Regions from separate parts of the Gasterosteus aculeatus genome. Here region 1 is linked to region 2. The links are chromatin contacts, called in public Hi-C maps. All regions are on one chromosome and are shown on one strand. The core of a region is the stretch at or near the end of the contact, and the rest is flanking DNA. Distances in the headings are between cores, read along the strand shown. Region 1 overlaps nectin1b (nectin cell adhesion molecule 1b). Region 2 holds the start of nectin1b (nectin cell adhesion molecule 1b).

Region 1 (4,091 bases), core at 1,087-3,586, 62 kb before region 2:
TGATACTAATGCCTGCTGCTGTACGGAGTTATTATCATCCTAATGTGACACATCGGGATCCAGGGAGCAGAGATCTTAGCGCTGCTCATTAGCCGGCTTCTCAGAGAGAATATCAGACATGATCTGAGTAAATCAGTTCGATTCATTGAACTATAACATCTTAAATGCGACATATTTTACACCGTTTATGGTATACCATTATGTTAATTAGATATTAAATTACCGTTAATTCAATTAACACCAATCACAATCAAGCCGAAATGAAGGTTTATGTCATGTAATCCTACGTTCCGAGGATATATTAATTTCTCTTTGCAAATTACCCCACAATATATGATTGCCCTACAAAGTTGAATGTATTTTCTTTTCTTTTTTTTGTGATGAAATGGTAAACCTCTGCAAACCTCTGGCAGAAAAAGAAGGTATCAGGCTCGGCAGAGGCGCCGCGGAAGCTTTCCCCCTTTTCCTTTAATTACAGCGGCACTCTATCAGTCCAAAACGCGGCCCGCTCTCCTCGGCTGCTCTTTCCCGTCGGCCCGCCCCCCCCCAGGGCCCGGGCAGCAGCGCTCTCCATTTTCTAAAGCGGTGCTGGGCACGGTCTCAAATATCAGCTCAGGTTTTAATCTGAACACCTAATGGGATTATTCACAGGCCTTCATTACACACATGAATGAGAGAGCACGGCCAGGTCACCCCTGCCTCGAGAAAACACACATCCTCCAAACCAAGTGCACCGAGAGGGGAGAAAATCCAGAGGATGGAGGGAAGCAGAGAGAGAAAAGGGAACACGTCCTCCTATAATCCCCTCTTCTACCATTAACTTGCTTCCTCTGCTAGGATGCGTCTTCCCTACACCGGCGAGACTCGATATTTACCACCGAAACACGAGGCCTGCGGAATGAGTGGAGGTAAAAGAACACGTGGGGCGCCTTCAAAGCCGCTCTCCATCGCCTCCGTTTGCTGTAAGGGATCAGGTGACCCCACCTCTCGACACCCATAGCCTATTTAAAGACCGCTAGCGTTAACATACACACACCAGACATGAAAGCGCTTGTAAACTTTCTGGTATTTTGGTTGCTCTTTGGCCGCCACATCCACCTCGTGGGAAGATTCTTGACGTGTTCAAGGTGGCTGCACTGTGCACTTCATTAAAAAGAAGAATAAGAAGCTCAAAGATGCCGTCATTTTCTCGTCCGATCGCTCCGATGCCGCAGGGGCAGCACGCCGCTTTCATTTTGAAACTAAAAGAGGCGCTAAGAGGCGAATTCCGCTCTTAGCTAATGTGGCGTTAACTGCCCCTCCGCAAGGTCGTATTAACTCAACACCCTCCCATCCGCTTACTGGCCTTCATGCACACACGGAGAGATAACAGAATGGGAAGCCATCTCGCCACCACGCGGCTTTTGTCTCCTTTTGTGTACTTGATGAATCCGACGATTCGAAATTTGAGTGGCCATGGTGCGAACTAATCACATTACAGAAACACTAATAATAAGACACCTTTTTTTTAAATGGAGGGGCGTTTGACAGCACGGGGGAGGGAGGAGGCGTTCCGACAGCATGCGCCGTCGCTACCGGCAACACCTGCCAAGAGATAGATAAAAAAAGACCTCAAAAGCAGCACAGCAGCCCTGATAGTGTTCCGGGCAAACAAAACGCAGCGTCTATTAATGCCACGCTGGAAATATGCAGATAGGGGGGTAACCTTGAATAGCAATGACTAAAAATGAACTATTGAGATTAATAGGTGCCAAGATGTGCTACGAGAGGCTATTTTTCAAGGCAAAGGCGTGATAGATTTATACAAGCAGCGGATACCGTGAAACGCCGCAGCTGTTCGAACGCTGCAAACCCTGCGCTGTTGCGTTGCACATTAATCACGCCATTTTGAAACGCTCACATTTTGACTCGCTCGAGTGGATGATTTACTGCCTCCTGAACATTCTACAACTCGATGAGTGTTCTCGTTGGTGTTCAACAGGAGCAAATCTTTGAGACAAACAAGCGGTAAACAAATGTGGCCCACGAGAAAGGAGAAAAAAAGAAAAAGGCCAGACGTCTTGTTGTGGGAATGACTACCAGATTGGTGGCTTTCGGAAACAAACAGATTTGGAGCTTTTTCTTTCAGTTATTTCAGACGCGACAATAAAAAACAACTAGCAGCAAATGTTCAAAGACGTAAGAGATAGTAAGAGAGGAACATCTGAAGCAGAAATCAAAACCAAAAAAAAGGGAGAAACTGTATCACAACGGCGTCCTGCAGGTACTCTGGGTGTGCTCCGGTCGTGCCTGCACACGACAAAGAGGAGGAGAGGCAGGTACAAGCATTCCTGACCCTGAACGCAATCACTCGGGCAAAGTGTTGTGACAGAAGCTGGGAAAATGAGAAGGGATTTCAAAGAGCGGTACGGGGAGTGGTGTTTTAATGTGACTAAACGAGGAACAAGCTGCAGACAACAGAGGATGAAAAAGACAACAGAGGGCTACTCGGCGTTTGAGGAGTGGCAACGAGGAAGGAAAAGAAAGAAAAAAAAAGAGAAGACGAAGCGAGGGCCTTTTGAGAGGCTTTGGGGAGTGACAACGGCAAATAGAGAATGGCATAATGAATGGGTGAGGACGGGGGGGAGACAAACCGGGAAGACACATTAGTTCAGTGATTCCAACGATCCTCATTACTCCCCCTGTCTGAATGTGCCAGTGGTCGTGAAGTCATGGAAATGTAATGCTGCCACAACGAATGAAAGCTCATCACTGACGGGAATTTAATATGCTGCCGGGGAGCCGGGGTGAAGCTCTTCCTCCCCACTCGCCTCCCAAATACTCTCCTCTTTTACCCTTCGTCAACGGACTCTCCTGCTGCTATCATCGACTATACAGAAGCCCGAGCTTTCCTCACATGCATGCAAACGCCACACACACGTAGGGCGTTTACAAACTTCTGAAGTATAATTCAAATTCATAACAACAAAAATATATTTCATGGGGGGGGCGAAAGATCCGAACGACTCAAAGGACGGTCCTGGGACCCTTTTTGTCAGGGCTTTTAGGGCCTCTAGCTGGTGATCGCAGATTCCCAACATTTCCCCTATTTACAGCCAAGAAGTGCATCTAAAATGACAAATCAGGAAACATGTTAAGCAGGGGATGGTAGTTGACTTCAAAAAGACATTCAGAAAGCGTGTTTTGTGCTCTTGTTGATTTAACCATTTTGTGCAACACTGGTTGTGATAATCACTCTTAATACGCATTTAATAAGCAATTAATATTTACAGGCATCTAAACAACAATGCTGTTGGGGAGTCATGTTCGCACTCAAGGAATCATCATTAATGCATCTCTGCATTTCCCTGCTAGCCCGCATGTGGCCGTGGTACTAAGTGACTTACAGGGTAAGCAGCAATCTAATCGGCACGTTTGGCAGCCGTTAAGCCAGGAAGGAGTGGTCAGCGCAACGTCTGCAAATCCCACCCTCTGCTTCTCCTCCGTCTGGTTCCTTGTTGTCGTATTTTTCCTCCCTCCCCTCGTTGTTATTTTGGAGCCGCGTGTGTCTAATGACTGAATCACCACACGGCACCGCGGAGCCAGTGGTCAGACCCTGGGACAGAGTCTGACCTACTTCATCAGGCTCTCAGGGAGGCATGACGGATCCAACACAACACTGGGCGGACAGAGGAGGAGGAGGAGGAGGAAGAGCAACCCCCCCGCTCCATCTGTCCGCCACATCCCTCTGCTCTGCATATCCTCCAGAGAGCCGAAACAGCAAGCCGGGCAGAAACAAACGTTGAGATAAATCACCGCGATCCCTGATGCGACTCACGCTCTCACGTGCCCTCCCCCTGGTGACATTTCCATTTCACCTCCTTCTCCAAATAACACTAAATAAAGCCCTCTTTACACAGTGGCGCTTCCCCGTCCTCCTCCTCTTATTTTATGCAAAATGCTTCCACAAACCACCCCGTCAGTGCAGGGCGGTGCGCAGCTCAGCAGCAGGTTTATGGGCCCGGCCCACCGTGAGCAGGCAAAGGAGCGGCTCACGCTAATGTCTCATTTGGATAATGAGGTGTACTCTTGGCAGGATCAGAGCATGGAGC
Region 2 (4,137 bases), core at 747-3,246:
ATGATCTTACACTTCTTGACTTCAGTCCACCCTCTTCCATTCCTCCGCTGAAATAAGGGCAAAAGACTAAATTGACCTTCCCAAGACGTAAACAAACAAGTAAACTTTCAACTAAGCCCTAACACCCACCCCTTCTGGATACACACACACTATCAGGCTCAGGCACACGCATAAGGTGTCGTCTCATTGTTGGCTCGTTTTTTCCCCCCATTAAAAGGTTGTCAATGGCACCAGTAACGTTGCTCCTTCCGTTTAGAAGCAAGCACACATATTAGGGGACTGTTTATATAATTAGGCCCACTCGAGGAAGCTTCAGTGTCAGTATGATGAATGTCAAATTATGACTCCATTTATCAAAGCACCAGTGCTTCCTTCAACACATCTCCTTCCACCCGAAACACACACACAATCTCTGATAAAATACATAAAGTATTCAAGAAGATGTAGGATTGTAAATCGAGCACAAATATAATTTGATATAATTTAATGCTGATAAAGAAATGTGGGATTTGCACCAATTGTTTTATTAATTCTCCGCTAACAAACAGGAGCTGATGATAAGCAGGGCACTGGTTTCAATTATCACCCCGGAGCACTTCACAATGAAACGCTGGGGAGAATCTGGCCCACACGGTTTTCTGCACACATTGCCATCTGCCTGCTGCCCGGGTAACTGCGTTATTTTGCAGGGGAGTAAGTATTCTGCAGCAGTTATGATTGGGTTTGTTTCCGAGATAAAAAAAAAAACACTTTCCAATTTTCTTTTACTTAGTTGCACATCTATTACTGCAAAAAAAAGAAAAGAAACGCAGCCTCACATACGGTCATCCATTCATGCGTCAACATAGTCTCCACAGCACGTACACACAGTGAGGAGCAGGGAGGTGATGACAAAATGAGGCGCGTCGTGTCTCCACTGGAGCCTGCTGCTTACCTTGGACGTGCAGCGCTGCGAGCAGTATCCATATCCCCGCACACATCGCCATGGCGCCTCCTCAAACTATCCGGATCTGGTCTGACAACCTGAGAGTGGATGGACGGGAGGATTGTAGGGGGGGGGGGGGGGGGGGGGCGCTCACTCGAGACGACAAAGACCGAGCATGCAACTTCTGCAAAATCCCACTTCGGAAATCCCTCGCTTCTCCCTCGCTGCGCAGTAGGAGACTTTTCGCAAAACTAGAGGGTCTAGAGTTGCGCGTCTCTGTGCCAGAGCATCAATTTCTACGTCGATTCCTTTCGGCTGCCGGAGTTTGCACGAAGTACAACCTGGTTTCCCCCCCCCCCCGAAACAATGAGATCCAAGCGGCTACGGCTTTGCAGTTTATGTAATTGTTTTAATAGTAGTTTTAGAGATACAGCAGGCGATGGGCGAAGGAGAGTTGCGGTTTGTATCAAAGCAGCAGCGCTTCTAGAGGAACCGTTTAGCCGTGGTCGCTCCCTCCATCCACCGCAGCGGCTGCAGGACTCGCTCCCTCCTTCCCAGCGTTGTGGAGCAGAGGAGAAGTGGGCGGGAGGTCCGCGATCGATGCTGCGCTGGGGAAGTTTCCAACACTTGCGGGGTTCCTTCGGGGAGGATGGGGGGAAGGAAGGGGGGAGGGTGTCGCCTCTCTGCACACAGCACCGCAACAGATCACCTGCAAGGCGCCGAGCCTGTCTTAGTTCCTCAACTTTTACGGTTCTCCTGGTCCGCAGCGAACGGCCGGCCGAGGAGATCAGCACACCGGCCCGGCGAAGTTGGTAGAACTCTTGGAAATGAACGGGATGCGTAAACCCCCCTTTTTTTCCCTCCTCTCGGTCGTTTCTCTGTATCTGGCAGAGGGGGAGGTGGGTGAAATACAGTGTTGCCTTGTCGAGCTCTGCGCACCGCCCCGCTGATCCGCCGCCACAGTCTGCTGCTCGATGCCGCTGACGCTTCGACAGAGATCTGGATTGGGTGACGTCGTGCAAACGGGGAGGAGCCTAGATTGTCCTGCATAAAACCAAATACAGCGCCTGGACGACGCACACACACACACACACACGGGTACGAGCTGCAGCCAGGTGGTAGCCACACAGGAAGTTCAGCGACTTTAACACAACTCGTTTGGAGCAGAATGTGATACAAATGTGACAAAGGAACAACAACCCCTTCAGGAAGGTGGAAGAGGAAGAGAAAGGTTGGGGATGTGGGGAAATAACGTGATAATAACGAGTGTGCGAGTCATGCCGGAGTGAAATAAGGAGGATTTTGAAATAAGCTTCCACTCATGTGTCCAACATGGCCACCAAAACCTTTTGAGACTAAAGGTAAACCAAAAGTGACACTGTGGTGACTGAAACAAATGCTGAGGCTGTCTTATTTGTTGCGGAAGCGGCATTAACCCCTATGACAAACTACTTCTACTTCATTATTATTACAGGAATACATTAGTTTGATAAGTGCTAAAGCTAAAATATGGCCCAAGTGGGTTCACAGTGAGGTAATGTTTTGCCAATTTAAAACTAGAAAAGCACAGTGCACTGAACAAATTGCTGTAAATTTACGGTGCTTTTCTAACGGTATCTTACAGTATGTCATAATAACTGTAACATACAGTTAAATTTCCATCCCTTGCTTGTAAATTAACGGCCAATGTCATGAAATTTACGATAATAGCAGACTACCGTAATTCAACTGCATGTTACATATATTTTATGAAGTGGTGGAAATACACATACAAGTGCAATGAATCACAATCCATCTACATCTTTTGTAGGTTAATGTATGGAAGCCCATGTCAGCCACTGAAAAACAGGTGCTGTAAGTCATCATAATGAGATAGTATTTCATGAGATACGATGATGACTTTGACTTACAGGACATTACTATACATGTAGCTGTCACTTTTATCCAAAACACCCATGGTTTCACATAATGGTTTGACATAATTATATGTGGAGTAATTGGGGGTTAGGTGTCTTGCTCAGGGACATTTCAACTTGGCACAGGGAGCAGCCAGGGTTCGATCCGCCAACCTTGCGCTGCACAGCCCACCCTCCCTATCCCATGCGCAGCCTTCGCCATCATTTGTATGGCTGGAATGTAAAGATTAGAAATATTTGTATTATTCAAAGTGTTCATTGCCTAAAAGTCATTTGAGTGTCAATCTTGACCGACTGCTTCTGAACGTGACCCGTCAGACGCGTAGTCTCAGTTCATCTAGACCACCTGCGTAGTTCAACATCGGAGGAGTTTCTCATTGCCTCGTCTCTCCAAGTTATGTTGGTAAGTGTTATTTGCCTAGCATGATTAGCATTCTCTTTCCTTACATCTTGTTGTCTTCCTCATCTTTGTAATTTTAATATTTTAACAATGACAGTGTTTCTAAATATTTTATTTTGGTTTGTTTTACAGAGGCTCTGGATTAAGGACGCCAGCCGTTTGCTGCGGTGAATTGAAAGTGTTCCATAGCGTATTAGTGCAGTTAGTTTACCTTGTTCCTAATAATTTTATGATTCATTTTCTTTTATTATTGTATACATGCAGAATATTTTATGTTTTGTTCTTGGTTACAAATGTCTAACATTTTTGTCTTAAAAGGCATCTAATAAACTCCAACTACTATGACTGAAATGAGTTTGGTTGTCTTTCTTTAATTTGTGGGGAATTAAATGCAAGTATACGGTTATAAGTAAACGGTAACATTCTGGTATTTATAACACAAAAACAGTAATCCTATGGTAATAAACTGTAATCCAATATACGGCAACATACCGTATATTATGGTAGTGCACTGTAAAAACAGTAAATTACTAGCGTCAATTGCCAGCAAATTGCAGTTAATTCACAGTAAAATTGGTTCAAGTTTATGGTAACATACAGTAATCCATTAAACGGTAAGATACTGTATTCTACGGCAGTGTACCATAAAACTAATTTCTGGCATCCGCTGCCCGTATTTTCCCGTTAATTCAGTGTAAAGTTCCAATTTACTGTAATCTATATTACAGTAACATAGTGTAAAAACCATTTACGGTATTATACTGTAAATTAATTGTAAATTCCTGGCGTCCATGCTGCCAGTAAGTTACCGTTAATTTACGGTGACATTTTTTAGAGTGTGGGAAAAGTGGAAACATTTTACTTACATTTTTAGATTTTAAATGTATTCACTTACA

Evidence for each region. Hi-C and Micro-C count contacts between places; a contact is called where the count stands out from the background.
Region 1: a Hi-C map of skeletal muscle shows a contact between it and region 2, with 2.1 times the contacts expected there. The contact joins the enhancer-like site here to the promoter of nectin1b in region 2. A contact is called at or near these places in 2 of 6 Hi-C or Micro-C datasets (skeletal muscle and whole body).

What each region holds. Positions count from the first base shown.
Region 1 is chr1:16,086,451-16,090,541 of fGasAcu3.hap1.1, reverse strand. All of the region lies in intron 5 of nectin1b (nectin cell adhesion molecule 1b), which reads right to left. Among protein-coding and RNA genes, the nearest start is that of nectin1b, 62 kb to the right of the region's middle. Within about 2 kb of position 2,336, at least 4 of the 9 cell types and tissues checked have open chromatin away from gene starts, as enhancers often do.
Region 2 is chr1:16,024,442-16,028,578 of fGasAcu3.hap1.1, reverse strand. nectin1b (nectin cell adhesion molecule 1b) reads right to left here and starts at 1,996. Exons shown (of 10, transcript XM_078105035.1): 1 at 935-1,996. The coding sequence starts at 986.